Regions from separate parts of the Mus musculus genome. Here all the other regions are linked to region 1. The links are chromatin contacts, called in public HiCAR-type and HiChIP or PLAC-seq maps. All regions are on one chromosome and are shown on one strand. Each heading gives the region's core, a stretch centred on a gene start, on an enhancer-like site or on the middle of the called end of the contact. The rest is flanking DNA. Distances are from core to core; before and after follow the strand shown.

The links. HiCAR-type assays count read pairs that join an accessible place to other places. HiChIP or PLAC-seq counts read pairs in DNA pulled down with a chosen protein or histone mark.
Region 2: a contact with region 1 is called in an H3K27ac HiChIP or PLAC-seq map of embryonic stem cells, with 18 read pairs. The contact joins two enhancer-like sites. A contact is called at or near these places in 4 of 484 Hi-C or Micro-C datasets (all in embryonic stem cells) and 11 of 115 datasets of contacts at active chromatin or transcription factors (embryonic stem cells and stem cell-derived epiblast-like cells).
Region 3: a HiCAR-type map of embryonic stem cells shows a contact between it and region 1, with 7 times the contacts expected there. The contact joins two enhancer-like sites. A contact is called at or near these places in 1 of 484 Hi-C or Micro-C datasets (embryonic stem cells), 5 of 115 datasets of contacts at active chromatin or transcription factors (all in embryonic stem cells) and 1 of 9 other capture datasets (embryonic stem cells).

What each region holds. Positions count from the first base shown.
Region 1 is chr2:20,668,450-20,671,499 of GRCm38.p6, forward strand. The region is part of intron 4 of Etl4 (enhancer trap locus 4); the gene reads left to right. Among named protein-coding and RNA genes, the nearest start is that of Arhgap21, 300 kb to the right of the region's middle. Within about 2 kb of position 1,357, at least 16 of the 459 cell types and tissues checked have an H3K27ac peak or open chromatin away from gene starts, as enhancers often do. A contact at or near this core is called in embryonic stem cells and stem cell-derived epiblast-like cells, where this site is marked.
Region 2 is chr2:20,207,756-20,210,856 of GRCm38.p6, forward strand. It overlaps a transcript of Etl4 not described here. Among named protein-coding and RNA genes, the nearest start is that of Gm23970, 71 kb to the right of the region's middle. Within about 2 kb of position 1,851, at least 13 of the 459 cell types and tissues checked have an H3K27ac peak or open chromatin away from gene starts, as enhancers often do. A contact at or near this core is called in embryonic stem cells and stem cell-derived epiblast-like cells, where this site is marked.
Region 3 is chr2:20,175,524-20,178,435 of GRCm38.p6, forward strand. It overlaps a transcript of Etl4 not described here. Among named protein-coding and RNA genes, the nearest start is that of Gm23970, 100 kb to the right of the region's middle. Within about 2 kb of position 1,453, at least 5 of the 459 cell types and tissues checked have an H3K27ac peak or open chromatin away from gene starts, as enhancers often do. A contact at or near this core is called in embryonic stem cells, where this site is marked.

The DNA.
Region 1 (3,050 bases), core at 107-2,606:
CAGATTGCTACATTCCTTCACCCACCCGCTTCCTGGGTTCAAGGAGTGTTCATTCAAAGAAAGTCACCCTGACCCACCCTGACCTTTGCTGGAACCCTCTATGCAAATGTGCTATTGTTAGGGGCTCTTAGAAACTGCCTTGAGAAATAACCCGCACAATTACCAGGTATTCCTTGTGACTCTTGTGACTTTGCACTTCCTTGTGACTCTTAACTGGTATTTTTGGTATTTTCCAACAACACCCTCCCCACCTCCTTGAGTTGTGGTTTCTTTCTTTAATACCCCCTTACCGAGCTACTTGGGGTGCCATGGTCCTCTACCCCTGCGTGGTGTATGACGGTGGGTCCGAGAGTGCTCTTGAAATAAAAGTCCTCTTGCAGTTTGCGGCGAGACCATTTCTCGTGAGTGATTTGGGGTGTTGCCCCTCCTGAGTCAGAACGTGGGGGAGTCCTCACGTTGTGGGTCTTTCATTGAGAACATCTGTGTGTAGGCTTCTTTGAATAAATTCCAGATAGCAGGATTATAGATCATATGAGGAGGTTTTTTAATTCGGCTTCATTGTAGATCCCTTTAAGGGTAACTCTTATAGGGTTTATTTTTATGTCTGTATGTACACACACTTGCACCTGAATGCAGATGCCTGCAGAGGCCAGAAGAGTGTCAGATTCCTGGGGCTGAAGCTGTAGATCATTGTGAGTCACCCAGTATGGCTACTGAGAACCACGTCCAAGCCCTCTGCAAGAGCAGGTGTAAGACCCGAAGAGCCTTACATCCAGGATGTCCCACTCACAGAAACACAGAGATGGAGATCGATACAACAAGCTAGAGGTTTATTGATCCAGTGCGCTGGGACTGTCCTGCAACCAGGAATCTCCTAAGCACACACTTTTTATACAGTTTAAGGGTAGACTTAGGTAACAACTTGAGTTGGTTTAAGCCCATTGTTGGCCTATGCTGACCTTTTCATTCCCCCCTTTAGAAATGGTAATTAGCCTCTCCCTTCCGGAGGGGCAATTGTTTCAAGACCTTCCCAAAGTTCCTAAGCAGCATTGATGGCCCCAGGTGAGGTGAAGTCTTAGTCACCAGAAGAGGGAACTAAAACCTTTTTGGTTGTTACCTGCATCTGCCTCTGTAGGTCGGGGCTTCCTTGTAAAGCTTGTTTTGCTGCTTCATTCCGGAAAGGGAGTGTTCAGCACAACCTTTTAGCGGAAGATCCCCAGTGTGCAATTCTAGCAAGGTATTTCAGTGGTCATCTTATGTTCTCTAAGGTCACACACAGGATGCTCCCTTAACTGCTGTGCCATCTCTTCAGCTCCCAGCATGGGCTTTTGCATTAACTCTTGATTTTCAAAAACATGAGATCGAGGCAATGTTGTGGCTGCTAAGGTATTTGTAGAGGCCTTGAGCTCTGCACTAGAGGCTGCTGTGTACCTGTAGCTCCTTGATTTTACAGCACTGCCTCTTCAGATGTTACCCAGGGATGTGAGATGCCATTGCTGTCTGACCCTGGCCACAGAGCCTGGTCCTGGTTACCTTTTTGTAGCTGTGACAAAAAATCATGAACAAAAGCAATTCGTGTAAGGAAGAGTTTATTTTGGCTTGTGGTTCCAGAGGGAGAATCCATAACACCAGAGAGACATGACAGCAGCTGGCCAGAGCAGGAAACTGAGAGATCACATCTCAGTGGCGCACAAGGAGCAGTGTAAACCAGAAATGCAGTGAGACTATAAACTTTCAGATTCCACCCCCAGTGATGTGGACTGGAGGCTCCCTGTCACAGTCCTAAATGATCCATAACCTCCAGAAACAGCTGGAGACCACCTTTCAAATACAGGAGCCCCTGGGTGTTGGGAATGGGCAACACTTTTATGCACACTTCAACAGGCTGAGTGGGGAAACCTATTCTGCATTATACTTCTATATGGAGCATACTTTGTCTTTGTAGTTCTCAGGATGTGCTGTGTGGAGGCTTGGCACCCTGATGGTGGACTCTGAAGTGGACAGACCTCAAACTCCCTCCGCCTTTACACATTTGCCCAGAGATAAACCTGCTGTGTTTATAATTATTCTATGTGAATAATTCTATGTTGCTTCTGAGTATTTCGACAGTGAGAGAGATGTTGAGGGGCTAAGCATGATTTATTCTCCAAGGGACTCTTAGGACATGTATTTGGAGAGGAATTAAAAGCAGTAGGGCATACATAAATGCATGTATGTATGTATATTCGTTGTGTCTGTTCACATAGCCATAAATATAAGCGGTTCTCTGTATTCGCTAGTTCTGAATCCTTTGATATAACCAGCTACAGGCCAGAATTATTACAGGACTGTGGATAATGCTCAGTAGTACAATTCTTGTCCAGCATGTCCAAGACCCTGCCTGGCCCTAACATAAAAGTCTTTGAAAAAAAATAAGTTGAATCTGTGCCACATATGCACAGACTTTCTTTTCCTTGTCACTGTTCCTTAACATATAATAATTACTTAAGTAGATTTTCAGGTTGTGTTAGGTGTTTGGAGGTCAGGGGATTCCACCAGTTTCTACTCAAGGCATTCAAGCACCTCCATCACTAGACTGTGGTGTCTCATGAGATCTTGCCTCTAGTCCACTGTGGATGCTGAGAGACCACTCCTGGCATGAAAGGTATGAACTTATCATTTAAGAGAGCCAGTCCCGAGCTGGGCGTGGTGGCGCAAGCCTTTAATCCCAGCACTTGGGAGGCAGAGGCAGGCGGATTTCTGAGTTCGAGGCCAGCCTGGTCTACAAAGTGAGTTCCAGGACAGCCAGGGCTACACAGAGAAACCCTGTCTTGAAAAAAAAAAAAAAAGAGAGAGAGAGAGAGAGAGAGAGAGCCAGTCCCAGTCAGATGATAGCCAAACAAGGCTACCTCATGCCTAGGGCTGGCCAAACAGCAGCACCAAGAAAGAAATGTACTCAGCCAGGTTCCGATGCCCTCAGCTTTCCTTCAGACTTGCCTTCCGTCAGGTGCTCCAGCCATCTAAGTAAACACTCACTCGCTGAAGTTCTCAACAGAACTTTGTGACATTTC
Region 2 (3,101 bases), core at 601-3,100, 460 kb before region 1:
TTTAACCAATTAAGTAGAAGTCTCTTATTCATACTTTACATTCTTCTGTTTCAGTGGTGTCTTAGGGTTTTACTGCTGTGAACAAACACCATGACCAAGGCAAGTCTTATAAAAAACAACATTTGATTGGGGTTCAGAGGTTCAGTCCATTATCATCAAGGTGGGAGCATGGCAGTATCCAGGCAGGCATGGCGCAGGAGGAGCTGAGAGTTCTATGTCTTCATCCAAAGGCTGCTAGTGGAAGACTGACTTCCAGGCAACTAGGTGAGGATCTTATACCCACACCCACAGTGACACACCCATTCCAACCAGGTCACACCTATTCCAAGAGGCCACACCTTCAGATGGTGCCACTCCCTGGTCCAAGGATATACAAACCATCACAAGTGGCTCATAGATCACTACAGTAACTATGACTTATTGATTTGGGTATGGATTCTTTTGAGAAACAGAGGCTAAACATACAAAGGTTGGGAGGAATTGAAGAAGAGAGAATATTCACATAGTGTTTATTACAGTATATTTTTGTGCATGACTGATACATCAAGATTTATCAGGGGTATATTCATATGAGGGGGAATTTTAGTTCTTATAGGGTTGAGTTCTAGTTGCTGTTGGAAGCACTCACTAGAGTACAGGGACATAGACCCCATGAATAAAGGAGACCTCTGTAGTTGGTACTTTTTAAACTTTTGCTTTACAGATATAAAAGCAGTACTTGGATAACTATGTGTGTTTCTCCAAAGTGTTTGAACCTAAATTAATACTTGAGGTAATGATGAAGCAAAAAGAAATAAATGCAGAAAGTTGCTTAGAATTAATAAATATGAAGATAAAATTAGAGCCATTCATAAGTACTACCCTTGTTTGTGGGTTGTTATAATGATAGGCAAATTAAATACACTCAGAACCTGTTATAAACGATTGGTTGGCTGATTAGCCAGAGCTGTGGGGGTTTATAACATAGGAGCTACAAAGGCATTGTATTAGCATGTCAGCATTGCTTCTGACTGCAGTTATGTTACCCACTCCACATCCTGTGGAGTAGAATCAGCATATTCTCTGTAGAACACTGAGCAGTCCGTTTACGCACATTTTCCCTGTAAGCTGTGTAATGATGTTGATGCTAAAAATAGAATAAAATTCTGGATATTAAGATATCACTTGAACAGACTCAGAGGTCAGCCCCATCGCTGTGGAGCAGAGGAGGTGGTTTCTGATGAGAGTGTCCTGCTTTGGGTTCTGCTTCTAGAGACTCCACATGGCTTCTGGGAACCCAGCCTATGTTCCCTGCTAAGTGGCTACACCTGCACCTAGAGCCAAGCTCTCCTCTCCATGCCTTCATTTCTATTTCCATTGTAAAATTATTGCTCTTGTTTTTAATGTTCACCAAGTTTTAATCCAGCTCTGAAATTCCATGTGTTTTCTGCTAAACAAAAATATTGCATAGTCCCAGTTTTAAGTTCTCTGGGACAAGACAGCCAAAACAAATGTACTCATTTCCAATATTAAAATCTGGTGTAAATATTGATTTTAGGGCAAACCAATGACTGAGAAATCTGTAACCTCTTGGTAGTATTTTTAGCTCAGTGAGGCCCCTGTTAAGGAAATAGGGGAACTAGAGAAAACAAGATTTCTTTTCATATGTAAGGTAAGAGGGAAAGATCAACAAGCAAATGTAGAAAAGCTGTTGTGGATGGGCCAGGTGCTGCCTGTATTTTCATGTTAATTCTGCTTTCCCAGGAGGGGTTTTCTGGAATGAGAAATGAGTCACATACTCAGGTGACTTCTTATGAACGCACACCCCGCACCCCACCCACACCCACACACCCAATGAAGAAAGGGACCAATCACTGAGCCAGGAGGCTGGACTTCCGGGTTGGACAGAGGAAGAGGGTGAGAGGCTTTTTGGACAGGCATAGGAGAGGACAAGATGTAGCTAGTAGTGTCTCCCAGTTTCAGTGGCGTTTCTACCAGGATTAGCCATCAGAGGATTTAGACTTAATATGGTTTACAGGATTAGGATTCTAAGTGTTGCAGATTCCAGAGATTGAGTTACCATTGTTTTTTTTTTTTAACTAAGTTTGTGTGGTGTTTCCTTCACACGAGTGGTTCGACTGGGTTCCAGAGAGAAAGACAAAGCATGGGTTTATCTCATGTGCACCACAAAAGGCCATGGGAGTATTGAAGCATGGGGCTGGTGTGGTAAAGACCCACCAGTGGGAACTTAATGAGCTGGGGGGAGAGATTTTGGAGCTCTGAGTCAGAGAGTCTCCACGAGATAAGAACAGGCTGGCCATTGCTGCCAGTGCATAGCTGTCCAGCCCACCAGGGCAGAGAGTAGCTGGGTGTAGCACCAGAACTTACCATTATTTTTTAATACTTCCCACGACAAAGGTTATGAGTTTATTGCAAAATATGTACTGACTTCAGGGCAATATTAACTGACATCTACATGTCAGAATTGTACAACCTCAGACTACCAAAAAAAAAAAAAAATACATGAGCATTCTGAACTAGTTGATGTCTGCCATCGGGGCCTGTTCTTCCCTTCATCTGCACTTCTAACATGAACTTGCCCTTTAGGCTACAGTAACTGGCACTCTAGATAAACTGATCTTTGGAGTAAAGCTTGTTAGCAACAAGCTGGGTGTCAGTAAGAAACAGTTGGATATATACATAGTAGCAGCATAAAAAAGCAAATTTCAGAACCTAGATCTAAGTAACAGATAAAACTAGGGGGAATAAGAAAAACTTAAAATAATATTTATAGTAATTTTCTATATTGTTAATTATGTATTAAGTTACTTATTCCACTATGTATTTAAGAAGTACATAACATAAAATGGTTTGTTTTTTTCCCTAAGTTTTGGTACTTTGAAAGATGTTCTACAAACATTTTTAAATCACTGTTTAGAAGAACTGAAGCCCAACTGATGGTCAACAAATGTCCAGGCCCCAACAGGGGACAGGGCACACATACATTAAGTCAGTACAAGGTGGTTTGTAAAGGAATTGATTAAAAGGGAGAATGTAACATAGATTTCAGTTTAGAACCAAAGCTGTACTATCCTGAATCCTTTGTCCAACGGGGACACAAT
Region 3 (2,912 bases), core at 203-2,702, 490 kb before region 1:
AAAAGATTTTTTTAAAGTGATGATTATAATTTCTTTCTTTTCTCTCTCTCTCTCTCTCTCTCTCTCTCTCTCTCTCTCTCTCTCTTTCTGGTTTTTCAAGGCAGGGTTTCTCTGTATAGCCCTGGCTGTCCTGGAACTCACTTTGTAGACCAGGCTGGCCTCAACCTCAGAAATCCGCCTGCCTCTGCCTCCGAGTGCTGGGATTACAGGCATGTGCCACCAAGCTCGGCTGTTTCCTGTGTTTCTTAAGACTCAGTTTGCATCTGATCAGATGGCAATATTAGAGAGAGTCCCACAGACTTTGGAGAAGAGTATGTCTTCCACAGTGTTTGGCTGGAATGTTCCATAAGTGGCTGTAAAGGCTGCTTGATCTATGGTGTCCTTTAACTCAGAAGTTGTTCTCCTTATATCTTATTGAGCTGAACTCAGAAATCTGCCTGCCTCTGCCTCCAAAGTGCTGGGATTAAAGGCATGCACCACCATGCCCAGCTGATTATAATTTCTTACTCACATATCTTAGACTATATCTAACGGCCAGGAGAAGCTAACTTAGAGATACTTGGCTTCATCTACAGACATTCTTTTTTTTTTCCCTTCTTGCAAAATATTTGCATGCCAGTTGGAACCAAAGTTTTTATTATTTATTTTTTTTAGCTATTTATTTTATTGTGTTAGTGATTCCATACTGGCTATAATTTCCCAAACTAAAAACAAACTGGAGGAAGAAAACTCAGTTAAAGGCAGCATCACATATAGATGTAAATGCCATAAGCTGAATGGAAGCCTGACTGAATGACAATTTCCAAACACACTGTTAGTCCCTAAAAAGGTGCTGGCTGTTGTGACTTCTGCTCAGTGAGCTGCTATGGCAGCGGGGCACCAAAGCAAATAACTCCATTCCTCATTTCTCATGGTGGAATTTTCAGCTTTCTTTGTTGTATACCAGTCCATGGCCTACTTGAACCGGGAACACCTGGGAGGCAGGCTGGGGCTGAAAAAGACTTAGATGGTGAGAGATTAATGGAGACCAAGACACAATTCTGTTCAAGGCCCACCAGTTTACTAAGAGAGTATGCTTATAAGGGGGAAGGCCCATTCCCCACCAGTCCGTTCTTGGTGTCTGGAGCCAGCCTGTAGGTGATGTGCACAACAGGATGTTCCTCTGGAATATCTCAAGGGCCTCTCAGCAGGTAGCAGTGTCTTGGAGAGAGCAGTGGCAGGTGATAGAACAAAAGAGCCATCTAGGTCCGAAGGCTCCACCCTAGGTAATCTCCTTCTTAGTGGCAGCAAGGTCAAAGTCTGGATCAGCCTGCTTCAGGCTAGGGGAGTCTACAATTCCTCCGTGATTATATAATAAAAATAGCTGGGCTGAGGCATAAAATTTCTGCCACTGGAGCTTGCAGGAGGCGAGGCTGGACTCTTGCTGAAATCAGAGTGTGAGGCCTTGACTGACCTGCTTGGAAAACAAAGCCAAGACAGTAAAAAGCAACACGATAAAAGCTTCTTTGTTGAAGCCCAGGTACTTTATTCAGTTGCAAATTAGCAATGATCAAGCTCAGGCTCTGGCCTCCTGTTGTGGGGGAGCTGGCTTTGAGAATTAGCAGAAAGGCTCCAAATTAACTTTGCTAGGTAATTAAGATTTTTAGCTATCTTCAATAGGAATCTCTAATATTGGAATTATTACTAGACCAGTCCAATATTGAGTTAGAAGAACTGGTCACATTGAAAGAAAGAGAAGAATCATTATAACTCTTTCTTATGACTAATCTTTCTAAGTCAGATTCCACGGTCTTTAACGTTCTATGTCCCATAAGATTAAAAAGCTTGAAGCAAGGCACCTTAGCTTGTCCAATCTGGTACAGAGGCAAGCAAAGGTGTGTCAAAACATATACCAAATTCAGCTTTCTTGTCACCATCATCAGGGCACTCAGAGAACTCACAGGTCAGCTTGTCACACGAATCCTTCTGACAGTTGTCATGCTTCTATAGCATTCTGTGGAGAGAACCTAAGCTTTCCCCTTTCCCCAATAGGGTAGCTGTTTAGGATCAAGCCATATGCCAATAAGTAGATCCTTTTCATCTCACCCAGACATGATTATATCTAGTTTTAAGATACTATAAGACATTTATTAAGTTCTTTGATATCCAAATTTCAAAATTCTTAAAATAAAAATATGATTTAAATAATGTACACGGGGATATAATTCCTCCCCTTCTTTGTTTTTTTAAGAAGCTATAGTTTAATACTTTGTCTTTGAGAATTATTAAATTGTTGGCAAAACATCTCAAATACTTGACTGTTATAGTCAGTTTTAATATAACATGGGCAGTGACTAATTACACTTTTCAGTTCTCTTGAAGAGCGGTTGTTACTAGAAAGCTTGAAAAGTTATTAATAGTCACATGTGCATAATTTATTTATTTATTAATCAGAAATAAGAGCATTCATTTGCAGCAATTGATTAAGTAAAGGTCCTCAAGAATTAACACCATTATGTGGAAACAGGTAGAATCTGAGGACACCAAGAACAAATTTTTTTCACATGTACATTCAAAAAAATTTATCAACCTATCTTGAGGATAATGATTATCTATAGTTCCTATAAATCCTATTTGAGCAAGCAACCAATCCGTACTGTTCTTCTTCAGCCAAGTATCTTGTTCTGCGCTGTAAGGCTGAACAATGATATCTGGGTCTTTGCCAAAATAAGTTAGTGCCTGTCTCCTTCCAAGGATGATCATCTGAGCTACTGCTTCATGATATGGCAGGTTAATACGTTTAGGAGAAATCCTCAAATGTATCCACATTAGAGGAGCCTTTTGTCACAACAATCCTGTAGATATATGAATCGTATTAAAAATTAACAGATGTAAAGGCAAAGAGTAATCTATATAAGTGACAAATTGTTCTT